Linked DNA regions of Nothobranchius furzeri: region 2 is linked to region 1. Evidence: chromatin contacts called from public Hi-C data. All regions are on one chromosome and are shown on one strand. Each heading gives the region's core, a stretch centred on a gene start, on an enhancer-like site or on the middle of the called end of the contact. The rest is flanking DNA. Distances are from core to core; before and after follow the strand shown.

Evidence for each region. Hi-C and Micro-C count contacts between places; a contact is called where the count stands out from the background.
Region 2: a Hi-C map of skeletal muscle shows a contact between it and region 1, with 6 times the contacts expected there. The contact joins two enhancer-like sites. A contact is called at or near these places in 2 of 2 Hi-C or Micro-C datasets (skeletal muscle and tail fin).

Annotation. Positions count from the first base shown.
Region 1 is chr5:70,741,127-70,748,215 of NfurGRZ-RIMD1, forward strand. It overlaps si:ch211-1i11.3 (mitogen-activated protein kinase kinase kinase 5), which reads left to right. Exons shown (of 28, transcript XM_015950068.3): 24 at 2,914-3,160; 25 at 3,324-3,436; 26 at 4,628-4,725; 27 at 4,814-4,890. Among protein-coding and RNA genes, the nearest start is that of map7d1a, 19 kb to the right of the region's middle. Within about 2 kb of position 4,020, at least 1 of the 3 cell types and tissues checked has an H3K27ac peak or open chromatin away from gene starts, as enhancers often do. A contact at or near this core is called in tail fin, where this site is marked.
Region 2 is chr5:70,786,057-70,792,656 of NfurGRZ-RIMD1, forward strand. It overlaps map7d1a (MAP7 domain containing 1a), which reads left to right. Exons shown (of 18, transcript XM_054741001.2): 2 at 3,880-4,059. Among protein-coding and RNA genes, the nearest start is that of map7d1a, 25 kb to the left of the region's middle. Within about 2 kb of position 3,780, at least 1 of the 3 cell types and tissues checked has an H3K27ac peak or open chromatin away from gene starts, as enhancers often do. A contact at or near this core is called in tail fin, where this site is marked.

The DNA of each region.
Region 1 (7,089 bases), core at 2,770-5,269:
TTCACCCTCAGTGTCAACCCAAAGTTCTGCAGCAGATGCATGATCCCATCAGGTCATTTTGCAGTTAAAACTCCAAAAACTCTAAAATTAAATAATTAGAATGCACTTTCTCCAACACCTTTATCGTTTTAAGGCCTGAGAGTTTTGGGTGTACATTTTTTATTTCACATATGGGTGAAACTTGATTATTTAGAATCTGGTGCAAAAGTTAATTTATTTCAAAAATTCAACTTAAAAGTTGAAACTAATCAATGAGATAGGCTCATTCAATGCAAAGCCATATATTTCAGCCTTTTTTTTTGTTATAAATGTGATGATTATGGTTTACAGCTTATGAAAACCCCACATTCAAAAATCTCAGACAATTAGATTATTGTGAAAGGTTCAATATTCTAGACTCAAAGTGTCAAATGCTAATCAGTTTATTGAACACCTGCAAAGAGTTTCTGAGCCTATAGATGGTCTCTCAGTCTAAGCTGAATTACTGAAATAAATGGCTTTTTCACCATATTCTAAATTTTCCTGTTTCATTTGTAGTTATTCTGACTTTGTAGGCCCTCAGAAACATGAAAACAATTACAGGGAGTGCAGAATTATTAGGCAAGTTGTATTGTTGAGGAATCATTTTATTATTGAACAACAACCATGTTCTCAATGAACCCAAAAACTCATTAATATCAAAGCTGAATGTTTTTGGAAGTAGTTTTTAGTTTTAGCTATTTTAGGGGGATATCTGTATGTGCAGGTGACTATTACTGTGCATAATTATTAGGCAACTTAACAAAAAGCAAATATATACCCATTTCAATTATTTATTTTTACCAGTGAAACCAATATAACATCTCCACATTCCCAAATATACATTTCTGACATTCAAAAACAATACAAAAACAAATCAGCGACCAATATAGCCACCTTTCTTTGCAAGGACACTCAGAAGCCTGCCATCCATGGATTCTGTCAGTGTTTTGATCTGTTCACCATCAACATTGCGTGCAGCAGCAACCACAGCCTCCCAGACACTGTTCAGAGAGGTGTACCGTTTTCCCTCCTTGTAAATCTCACATTTGATGATGGGCCACAGGTTCTCAATGGGGTTCAGATCAGGTGAACAAGGAGGCCATGTCATTAGTTTTTCTTCTTTTATACCCTTTCTTGCCAGCCACGCTGTGGAGTACTTGGACGCGTGTGATTGAGCATTGTCCTGCATGAACATCATGTTTTTCTTGAAGGATGCAGACTTCTTCCTGTACCACTGCTTGAAGAAGGTGTCTTCCAGAAACTGGCAGTAGGACTGGAAGTTGAGCTTGACTCCATCCTCAACCCGAAAAGGCCCCACAAGCTCATCTTTGATGATACCAGCCCAAACCAGTACTCCACCTCCACCTTGCTGGCGTCTGAGTTGGACTGGAGTTCTCTGCCCTTTACCAATCCAGCCACGGGCCCATCCATCTGGCCCATCAAGACTCACTCTCATTTCATCAGTCCATAAAACCTTAGAAAAATCAGTCTTGAGATATTTCTTGGCCCAGTCTTGACGTTTCAGCTCGTGTGTCTTGTTCAGCGGTGGTCGTCCTTCAGCCTTTTTTACCTTGGCCATGTCTCTGAATATTGCACACCTTGTGCTTTTGGGCACCCCAGTGATGTTGCAGCTCTGAAATATGGCCAAACTGGTGGCAAGTGGCATCTTGGCAGCTGCACGCTTGACTTTTCTCAGTTCATGGGCAGTTATTTTGCGCCTTGGTTTGTCCACACGCTTCTTGCGACCCTGTTGACTATTTTGAATGAAACGCTTGATTGTTCGATGATCACGCTTCAGAAGCTTTGCAATTTTAAGACTGCTGCATCCCTCTGCAAGATATCTCACTATTTTTGACTTTACTGAGCCTGTCAAGTCCTTCTTTTGACCCATTTTGCCAAAGGAAAGGAAGTTGCCTAATAATTATGCACACCTGATATAGGGTGTTGATGTCATTAGACCACACCCCTCCTCATTACAGAGATGCACATCACCTAATATGCTTAAGGGCTTTCGAGCCTATACAGCTTGGAGTAAGACAACATGCATGAAGAGGATGATGTGGACAAAATACTCATTTGCCTAATAATTCTGCACTCCCTGTATTATTTTGAACATATAATAACTAATCAATAAAAACAAAGATAATTTTTAGTGGATTAAAAAGTTGTTTCCCTCAGCATTATTACCAAGAATGTGACAGTTCAAGAAGCCATAGTCTACATAAGTAAACACCATCTTAGGAAGTTAAGCTAAGATCATCTAATGTTGAAAACTATACAATCTGATACAAAAGTTTTTTTTGGCAAAGGCGAAGCTCTCGATTTACCGGTCGATCTACGTTCCTACCCTCACCTATGGTCATGAGCTTTGGGTAGTGACCGAAAGAACAAGATCGTGGATACAAGCGGCCGAAATGAGTTTTCTCCGAAGAGTGGCTGGGCTCTCCCTTAGAGATAGGGTGAGAAGCTCGGTCATTCGGGAGGGGCTCGGAGTAGGCCCACTGCTCCTCCACATTGAGAGGAGCCAGTTGAGGTGGCTCGGGCATCTGGTCAGGATTTCTCCTGGACCCCTCCCTGGTGAGGTTTTCTGGGCACGTCCTACCAGGAGGAGACGTAAAGGTAGACCCAGGACACGGTGGAGGGACTATGTCTCTCACCTGGCCAGGGAACCCCTGGAGGAGCTGGCCCAAGTGGCTGGGGAGAGGGAAGTCTGGGCCTCTCGCCTTAGGCTACGGCCCCCGTGACCCGACTCCGGATAAGCGGATGGATGGATGGATGGAACGAACGAACGAACGAATGAACGAACGACTCGGCTACAACAGCTGTAGCCATTTTTGTTGTCATTTACTTATTTTTCCCAATTCCAACCCTTTGCTGCTCCTGACCTGTCAGCCCTGAAGCTCCGTCTGCAGTCCTCGTTTGAAGGAGACGACAGCGGTCCAGAGGAGCTGCAAGCTGATGAGGACACTCCTGTGTTTGCTTCTCCTAACCAGCTGAAGGCGCCGGCAGACGTGCAGCTGGCAGTGCCAGTAGAGGAAATCAGACCTAGAGCCAGTCCACACTCTCCTCCTGATGTCACCGTTAGCAGCAGCTGTTCGCTGAGCCAGAACCTCAGAGACATGAGAAAAGAGACCTGGAGGTATTGTTGAGCTGGCATTGTGAAACTTAAAAATTTGTTTTTTTTTTTTCATGTATATAGTATACGATACACAGTAAACCCCCCAAAATTGCATCTTTAATCTCTTTGAAGGCAGATTAATCAGGTTGTTGCTGTGCAGTGATGTGTTTGTGTTGCGTTTCAGACTGCTAAACCTGCTGAATGAGAAGGAGTGGGAGTACCAGGACCTGCTGAGGAACTCGGTCCAGAAGAAACAGGAACAGATTGATGCGATGAAGAAAGTAGCGGTTGTTGAAGGTAAAGTTCTCCTTTCCACCAAGAAGGTCCTTTCATCCATCTGGAAGAACACAAATATTAAGTCAAATTCCTCTTACTGTGTCTTAATGTTACAATTTTTGTTACAAACTGAAAAAAATGAAGACAAAAGACTTTAAACAGAAATTCTGAAACTCATTCTACATTCTTTGGAATTGGAGAATATTTCAGTAAAACAAAATATATAAAATATGACTAATTTCAAAGCGAACGTATTATGACTTGTTTTAAAAAAGTTATAATAGTTTTATGGTCAATACAAAACATGTTTATGACGTAATCTGAACAAAATCAGTCTTACAAGAAGCTATTTCAGCAGTTTTATGCTCAACATTTTCAGTACCTTCCAAAATGAGTCGTTTCACGGCTCAGTTACTTTAACCAGGCCTTTCCAATGGACGTGTAAGCATCTTGTAACATCTGCGAAGCCTAGTACTCTGCAATTAGCCACCGTTATAGTGGATGGAAGCATTTCCACCGGCTGCAGAGCATCACGTTTTGGACGTGTCCCAGAAGCTTAGTGTTACGTTGCTCTGCTAAATTTACAATTCAAGTCTATTTTTACGCACCTAGCTCTGCAGTTCAGATCAGGTCAGACAGGACGTCAAACACAGGAGCAGTGTAAAGCCGGGCATACACTGTGCGACTTTTTCACTTTTTTGAGCCGTGTGGGTATGTCATCTGTGCCTCACTAACATAATTTTTGATTAAAAAAATTGCTTGGGTGCAAATTGTCTTGAATGATTTAAATGTGATTAATCAAGATTAATTTATTACAAAATCTATAATTAGTTAGATTTTTTAATCAAGTCCCACCCCAAGTCATGACCCATTATGAATTTCTTTCAAGTTGAGAGTGTTTTTAGAGGCAGTAGACTCACAGGGCAGCATAAAAAGTTAGAGCATACAAAAAAAAAACAGCAGGATAAACAGTTCTCTACTCGTGCTGCAGTTAGTCCTCACCACGCCTGAGTTTCAGGCACATAATTTCTGCCATAACGGGTTTGTCTTGGAGCCGTGGGCTGCAGATGTGTAGCTAATGTGCCCAAACTCGATTCGTCAGACTGATTAACGATTATGCGATTTGGCTACAGACACACTGTGTGATTGTGCAACCGTAACATCAACAACACTCAGTGCTGCATAAATGTAATCAGTCTAACTATCTTACAGAGGAGGAGTTGGTGTCAAAGAGAAACTCTAACACTGAGATAAGGAGTTTAGTACACTGGCTGAAGTCTGTCCCAGTGGACCGGGACACTATTGATAAGGTAAACTCGTTTGTTTTTTCTGTTTTTTATTTATCGAGGTGAGTCGGTGTCCTCTTGTTAATCACTGATGTGTTACTGGTTTTTTTAGCTGCTCTCCAATGAGTTCACATTGGACTGTCTACTCCACATAGCCTCCAGGGACGACTTAATGTACTGTGGATTAAGGTGAGCCGCCATCATGGATCATCCTGGTCTGTTCATGCAGAAACAGGAACGCATTGCAGGCTGAGGGAAAATCTTGAGTCATGTCCGAAGTGTTTTTGCGTCTAATGAGCCAAATCTGGTGTATTTGTGGAGGTCTTCCAAAGAATTTCTTTAGACTTAGGTTTTTTTCCCGATTCAGTACATTTTCAGATGAATGTTTTTGTGTGTTTGCAAATTCTTACTTATGAATCATTCAAGCATAAAACACATTTGTGCTTAAAACTGTTATAGCGAATCTACAGAACCAGCTGGGTTTCGAAAACAAACATGGTCACGGAACACTCACCCCTCCCCTCGGGTTTCATCCCTAGCTCCGCTTCCACGGGAACCAGAAGCCCACATTGCCAGAGGAAACGAGGAATATTCTTCTTTCCCTGTTTCATGCATTAGCTTCTGCTTGGTTCAGAAAATCTTGACTGATCTACGTCACACTGTCACTTAATATTGATTGACTCACCTTTCTTGGTTCGTGACGAGGAAGGCTGTTGTTGGTTTAACGTCCAGGAAACCGCAGAGAATGTCTCAGCTAGCAGAAGCTAATTGTTAGCATTAGCAACTCGACCACATGGCAGAACTCTTCCAGGCCTGTGTTATTTGTCGAGATAAAACATCAATGTTGCAAAGCAAATAATCAGTGGTGGAGTTTTGTTGCTGTTATCCAATCAGAGGCAAGATGTCTAAATATCAGCAAATAAGACTCCATATCCTGCCGTTTTCTGCTACTTTCTCCTCCGTCTGACTTCAATATCATCAAACAGGCACACAGAAGATTTTTTTTACCCCAGGAAATGACTTAAAAAGCAAATGTGTTAAAATTATAAGTAAAGTTCAATTCAATTCAAGTTTATTTATGTAGCGCCAAATCATGGCAAGAGTCGTCTCAAGGCACTTCACACAGCAAACATTCCAATACAGGTCAGTTCATTAAGCCAATCAGAAAAAAGTTTCCTGTATAAGGAACCCAGCTAATTGCATCAAGTCACTGACTAGTGTCAAAGTCTTTACAGCAATCATCATGCTACGCAAGCATTTAGTGACAGTGGAGAGGAAAACTCCCTTTTTAACAGGAAAAAACCTCCAGAGGATCCTGGCTCAGTATAAGCAGCCATCCGCCACGACTCACTGGGGATCGAGAAGACAGAGCAGACACACACACACACACACACACACACACACACACACACACACACACACACACACACACACACACACACACAACATATATGTTTCTATGGTTACATTGTGATTTCTTAGTAAATATTCCTTATGGTGAGAGATAAACTTTATTGTATTTACACTGTTGAATCTATAATTAAATGGGTAAACTAGTAGTAGCACATTCAATGTCAAAGAAATTTAAATGTTATTATCAGGAGAGGGAGATTGTTTAAGTGGTTAGCAGTAGTGTGCTAGCTAGACAATAGCCCCCTCCATGAGGGCACCACAGCTCAGCAGAACATCATTGCAGCTTCTTCTGGGGAGAAAAACACTTAGAGAAAAAATAAAGTTAACAGCTGAAATAGCAGAAAATAATACAGTTAAAGAACAGATTGTAGAGGAAAGTAGTCGAGTGTGGAAAGTGGTCAGTGTATCCTCCAGCAGTCTAAGCCTATAGCAGCATAACTACAGAGATAACTCTGGATAGCCTAGCTCTTTAGATGGAGGCATGTTGGAGGCAGGGCAAGGGAGAGCCGTCTTTACCGACTGTACACTCCACCTCCCTCTACTCCCCCACCTGTCCAGATCTAAGCTAACATCAGATCAAAGTTGAGCTTTAAACCCTGTCTTAAACACAATATATTCTCCTTTACTCAACTCAACTTTATTTGTAAAAAGATGCCACCAAGGCGCTACACAGATCAAGTAAAAACATAAAACTAGTTTTAGTGAAATACTGGGTTATTGTTGGTGTTTTTCAAAGATTCAACAAAATAAAGGAGGAGGTAGATCAGATCAAGTAAAAACATAAAACATTAAATCCAGAAGATAAAAACATTGTATCACAAAATACAGATAAAAATACAGTGAGTGCACAAATCGCTATAAGTAAAACAATAAAAACTAGTTGGAAAGTTTAAAAGACCGATCATAAAAGTAGGTTTTTAGCCTTGCCTTAAAAACCGCAACAGAGGTGGAGGCCCTTATGCTGAGAGGAAGCTC
Region 2 (6,600 bases), core at 2,530-5,029, 45 kb after region 1:
AGATTAGCAGCTGTAGTTGATTGATTTGTTTAATTTCTTTAAGCTTGATTGAACCAACACATTGGTCACCACCTCCAGTCATCTGTTTGGTCAGGCTGAAGTCTGCATCAATCAGCCCCTGTTTTAGTCCAACGTAACTCCGCAGCCCTCCCTCAGCTCCCATCCCACCTTACCCACAGAGAGCTATTTCATCGTCAGTGCCACCAACACACCAAAGGTTTTGTTAATCTTCTTGTTCTCTTCATTATTTTCAATAAAGTTCACAATAATTGTTTTAACAGGAGCTGCTTTGTGGCTTTAGTCCCCAGGTGTATGGGCAAGTACTCCCGGGCAACATAAAATTCACTTATGAGTCAGAAACAGAAGGCAGCATAGCATTTATGGATATGAAAATCACCAGACAGACCGACGGGACCCTAAACATAAACACATACAGGAAACCAACACACACAGACCAATATCTATTATGGACATCAGAACACCCCACCATACACAAAATGTCAGTAATCAGAACATTATATCACCGAGCAAACATAATAACAGAAGAAAGAGACCGTAAACAAGAAGACAAACACATACAATACGCTTTAAAGACCTGCAGATACCCGACATGGGCGATAAACAAAGGAAAACAACAAACAAAAACAGAATGCAAAGAACAACCCAAAAAAAGAACCAGAAACCCAGAAAGACAAGAACCAAAACCAGTGATAACCCTACCATACATCAGAGGCATAACGGAAAAAATTAGAGCAACAATGAAAAAACACAACATAAACACACCAACAAAGCCATACACAACAGTTAGAAACAGACTAGTACACCCAAAAGACAAAATATCAGCTGGACAAAAATGTGGAGTCATCTACAAAATCCCATGCAAACTATGCAATAAAACATACATAGGAGAAACCGGACGCCAACTAAATACACGGACAATAGAACACAGAAAGAAGTGCGAGAAAGAGGCAAATCGTAAACACACAAGAGCAGCAAAAGAAGAAGCAGAAAGTACAATAAAAAAAGTCAGCCGTAACAGATCATTGCTTAAGAGAAAACCATATAATGGACTGGGACAGCACACGGATCATAACCACCGAACAACAAAAATACAAAAGATGGATCAAGGAAGCAATAGAGATAAGGAGACGTGGATGTGGGACCATGAACAGGGACGACGGAGTTTACACGCTGGACCACGCATGGGACTGCATCGTCGGAGAGGGGAGAGCGGGCAGTAGAGGGCGACAACGTCCTCTGCTGCCCGCAGATAAACGGAGAAGGAAGTGACGCGCCACCATCAGCGTCAGCCTGAAGAAGCCGGCAGCCGTCGGCGAAACTGTAGCTACAAAACAGGTAAACAAAACTGTTTCTGTGTTTAAAAAAGAACGAAAGAATGGATTTAGAAAGACACAGCAAGAACACACCTAAGAAGTACTCCCAATACTCGTCTGCCACTGCTGCACTTGCTGTCCTTGGGATCCTTCTTGTCAAATTTAACCCTCAGGGATTTATGAGGAAGCGGTGTAAGATGATAAATTTCCGGGTGAAGGTTGTGTGTTTCATCACTTTGAATGAGAGTAGTGTCATGCCTTCAGTTCTCTTGCATCACTCATTTGTAAAAAAAATAAATAAATAAAAAAAAACTAGGACCGTGGCTTTATAGCACATTCGTTCTGTGATTAAAACAAACAAAAAGGTTAATTTAGCGTGTTGTTTTGTGGTATTTCTTTCTAATAAGCCCATTTAATTACTGGTTTCTGCTCACAGATTTATTTTCCCCACACAAAGTTGCTCATTGTTAGAAAATTGCACAGAACTGCTCCCAGTGTTCATCTCTCAGTTCGTCTCGCCACCGCGCCCTCCCCCTTTACTTCCTCTCTCTACTTGCTGTCATTGCAGTGTTTTGGCTGCCATCCCGTTGCCATGCAGAGACCACAACAGTGGCCCCTCTCTGCCTGGGAATGCTTATTTAATAGTGGCAGACTTTGACAATGGAAACGCAACGTCTCGTCTCCCACCTGAAAACTTTTATGGACTCTGCCTAATCACCGGGGTTTGACTCTTGAGTCAGCAGCAGCAAACGATTTCCAAACTGATGATGTAGGATTACCATATGAGTGTTTGTAATTGGGTGTGTTGGTTTCAGGTTTCACCTGTTGTAGTAGTGAAGGATGATGGCCAGTTGGAGCATTATGCTTCTAATAGTTTTACTCATAAAAGCGGACTAATTTACATAAACAAGCACACACACAAAAGAGAAAAAAATACTTTGAAGCCGTGTAGAATTGCTATTTCTCTTTGCATTTGTGCTTTTTCTATACAAACAGCATTTGAGGAATAAATCTTTAGTGTACTCTGTGTCCCCGTGTGACAGCCCCCTACTGCTTGAGTTGTTTGACTCAAATCCTGAACAACTTGGAGCACGTTGCCCCAGTGTTTACCCCCAGAGACTATGCAGAAGTAAATGCGTCCCAACACGGCTCCAAGGGGAGTGCTGGGATATGGCCTGGTGGACAAAGTCAAGTACCCCTTACATGAGCGTCTTTATTCCGCAGTCAGAGCTGAGACAGACTAATGTTTGAGCAGGAGATTAAAGTCCAGGAGACTGCTACAAAATGTGAGTCATAATGAAGCTGCTGTCCCAAACTAATGACCTCACTTCTAGAGATCACGCATGAATGAGAAGACAAACTAGATTATCTGAGTTGTTTGTCATCAAAATTAAGTATAACCTACTTATTCACTCCAGGGCTGTGCGTGTGATCAGATGTTATTGTCAATTTAAACTTTTTAGCTCCAGATTAACACAAGAAAATAATGCAGTTGTCAAAGAATGATTATTAAATTTCCCTTGTGTGTGTGTGTGTGTGTGTGTGTGGGGGGGGGGGGGGGGGCGGCTGCTTTCTTTTTTTTCCCATTATAATCATGTATTTTTTCATCTCTTTCAAAGGCTAAAGTTCATTGAATTGTGGTGGTAGTTTAAAACGACAGTGCACAGCACTCTACGGTTCTATTTCTATGCAGAGGATTCCCCGCTTTCCGTAGCGTCTCTTCTCTGCTTTTATGGCAGCTCTGCCTGACCACGTTATGTTTATTATGCATTCAGGTAAAGTCGGGTAGAAGGTTAGGTTTAACTTGTAGGTGTCTACTATTGTTTTAAAGTAATGCAATAAAAAATATATTTTTTCCCCTGTATAGGTCTAAACATTAAACAGTTGCGGCTTTTACACCAAATGTTAAGATTGTTCTAGTATAAATTTCATTTTAGTCCCTTACTTTTTTCTCTAATCGGTTTTCATCACCAATAAATGAAGCAGCGTGTTAAGGTACATCAGTTCCAGCTGTCTCCTTAAAATTTAAACTCTGAATAGTTTCCTAAATCAGTATTTTATTGAGATTAGACTAAAGGAACAGACCCAGCACCGTTGAGTTACAGTACAAGAATGAGATTGAAAGTTTTGACCAGAAATTATTGTGATTTTTAATGTCTTTTTCTGTGTCTGCCCTAGTAAGCTGTGTGTTTAGACACAGTCATTAAAAATAAACAAAAACTGTTATCAGCAGTCATTTTGTCTTACGCAGTATTACTTATATTTGTTGTTGAGAATTATTTCAGTCGTATGATTTGTAAGTCGTTAGGTTTTATTATTTTGTTAGAGAGCTAAAATGAGACCTACTACATTTAAATTCGGTTGCATTTTTTTTCCTCCGAGTCCACAACTCCACCCAAATTTCAGATGGATGATGTCACCCACACAGTGATCTGCTTCATGGACTTGACGGCGAATAGAATGAAGAGAAACGAGTTGAGTTCCGTTTCTCGCATTGCCCTTTATTCACTCACCTGTTCTTTTCATTTTGTGTCTCTCCAACCAGCACCCTGCTCGCTTCTGAAAACAAACCTCTCACGGCCCGACCCAGAGGGTGAAAGCTGCCCCTTAAAAACTGTCAACACCCAGAAGATGGAGTCTCCCAGTAAGAGGCTGACCACCCCGACAAAGTCTGACCTCATCTCTCGGTCGCCTGGATCACCAGCTTCACCCAAGTCCAAAAGAGGTAAACAATAAATCCCAGTCCTCCTGAGTGTTTTAAAGCTAACACTAAAAGCTGGGGTTGTTCTGATTTGAGGCAGGTCTTCGATAATGGTGCTCTCTTCTAAAGTCAGGTCTACTCTCAAAGTAAAAGTGACCACATGCTTTCAGACGAGCTGCAGCTGATTGACTGTTGTGGTGAAACAAACTGTCAACACGCAGCTTGAGACTTTCAGGTAAATCAGGTTAGTAGTGAAAAAAGTCTCTAATATAGATAAATGTGTTAAAATTCAAATCAATGCACATTTTCCTACAAAGGTCTGGTCAGAGGAACGTCGTTCAGGAACACCACGAGGGCGTTTAGTTGAACCTGTTTGCTGCACCTTTTAACTGTTTCGTGAAAAGCATCACTTTAACTCTTTAATCCCAGGTTAACAGTGAAAACAAACCCACAGGAACACGTTTTATTGTTTCTGAAGTGTAAGCTTCTCTAATCTCTTCCTTCTTGTTACCAATTAATCCGATTAATCCATTCATCAGGATTGCAGCAGTAATTCCCCTCAACCCCTTACAAGTTTGCCCACACTGCTTCCAAAGTTACAGCAGCGCAAGGTCCAGTTCTTCTGTAGCCGGCTCCAGACATCCTGCGCTAATGGTCTTACTCTTCAGAATCTAAAGTTTTATTTTCCAGTTGTTCCGTAACGCTCATTACTTTTGAGGTTTGCACATTCTTCGGAGATTAACGCTCTAATTCACCTCTTAAATGGTGAAATGAAACAATGAAGCTTGTGGTTTATCTGGGATGTGCAGATTGTTTCGTTTCCCTATAATCTCCCAACTGCCTAGTGAATTTTGTTACTGAAATCTTGAAGGTCTTGATGCACAGTAATGACTCTGGCTTAGAGGTAGATAAATCCAGAACTTCTCGTTGAGGGATGGCACGGTTCCTGTATTAAATCTGTCTTTGTTGGCCGTTTTGTGTTTGTGATGCCGCCGTTATTGTGGCGGTGAGGTGCAATCAGCACGCATACAGACACCGAGCACTCCGTCTTTCTATAAATATCAAAGTGGGTCACAGGTTGCTATTACAGGAGGCTGCATGGCAGATTGTTTTTAACATTTAGGAGTCATGCGTCCTGCTGATGGATGTCTCTTAAGGATGAGCTGCTCCATATTTGATTTAGAACATCTGGTCTGTCTGTCGATTCGGGCTCAAACATCGACTGCTGAATCTGCAACTGTGGGACCGCATTAAAGTCGTTGTTACAGTGGAAACAGTTTAACGTGCTAGCTGTAAATAAGCCCCAGCTCCCATTTCAAGGCTAACCTACTTAGTGGTAGAATCTGTGGCTGATGCAGGGAAAGAAGTGCTACAAAATCTAAATGCAGTCAGAAATTCAGCTTGCAGGCTTCAGAGTATCAAAAACACAATGGTGGGGTTATTTATTATTTTTTTAAAGAGCTCCTTCACTCATATTTTTAAAATACATTTGCAGTGGCCTATAGTAGAATAAATGCTTTGTAACTCGTTCTCTGGGGGCGGGCTTCGGTGAGCTTGTTACTGCACGGTAATTCAGCCAGAGGAGAATGTAGCTTCAGATGGTTTTGGAGTCTTATTTCCTGATATTTGGACATCTCGCCTCTGATTGTTGTGGAGTTGCTAATGCTAATGGCTAGCTTGTGCTAGCCAAGGCGCTCTCTGCTGTTTCCTGGATGCTAAACCAACAAATGTGATCCCTGTCGCGAGTCAAGATGGGTGAGTCCACTAATGTTAAGTGATGGTGTGATGTAGATCTGTCAAGAATTTCAAATCCTAGTGTTTCACAGTCTATTTTCTATCAGAAACTAATGCAGGAGATAAGTGTAGGAGACTATTTTCATGTTCAGCCTGAATGAAAATCTAAGACTGACCGATCATTTTCAAAAATGATGAGTTAAAAATACTACTCAGTGAGGGACCTCTTAAAGAAATATTGAATAATTTATTTAATTTAACTGACTTTGATTGATTACTTTATTGTTAGTGAAATAAGAAGTTCTGTTGCACAGTTGCAACACTAAAGAGTATTTAACATGTTTAGCTATTGCTTTCAAACTGGTTTCAGTGGTTCTTTAGCCAGAAACCTGAGCAACTACACATCAGACAGCACTCTGTAGCCCTCTGCTGACCAGAAACTGCGCTCAACATTTTTTTGATTCAGGTAGGAACACTAGTGAGAGATCCCTACCTGCTTTAAAACAATCGATCTTTACAGTACTGGGACCTCATTTATCAAGCTTGCTTACGCACAAAACGGGCACGGAAAACTGCATAAGAAACTTTCCATGCAAACTTTGGGATTTATGAAAGAAAACTTAGCGGAAAAATGTGCACAACTTTTAAGTTGACTAAGGACCTGGCTTACACACATTTTGGACATGGAGAGCACCTGCAGTGCTGCTGCTGAGAAGGATAAAATTATGAAATCCTGCAGCATTATCACTTGTACCGCTTCGTTTTCACACAGAACAAGACCCCCCCCCCCCCCCCCCCCCCCCCCCCCCACACACACACACACACACACAC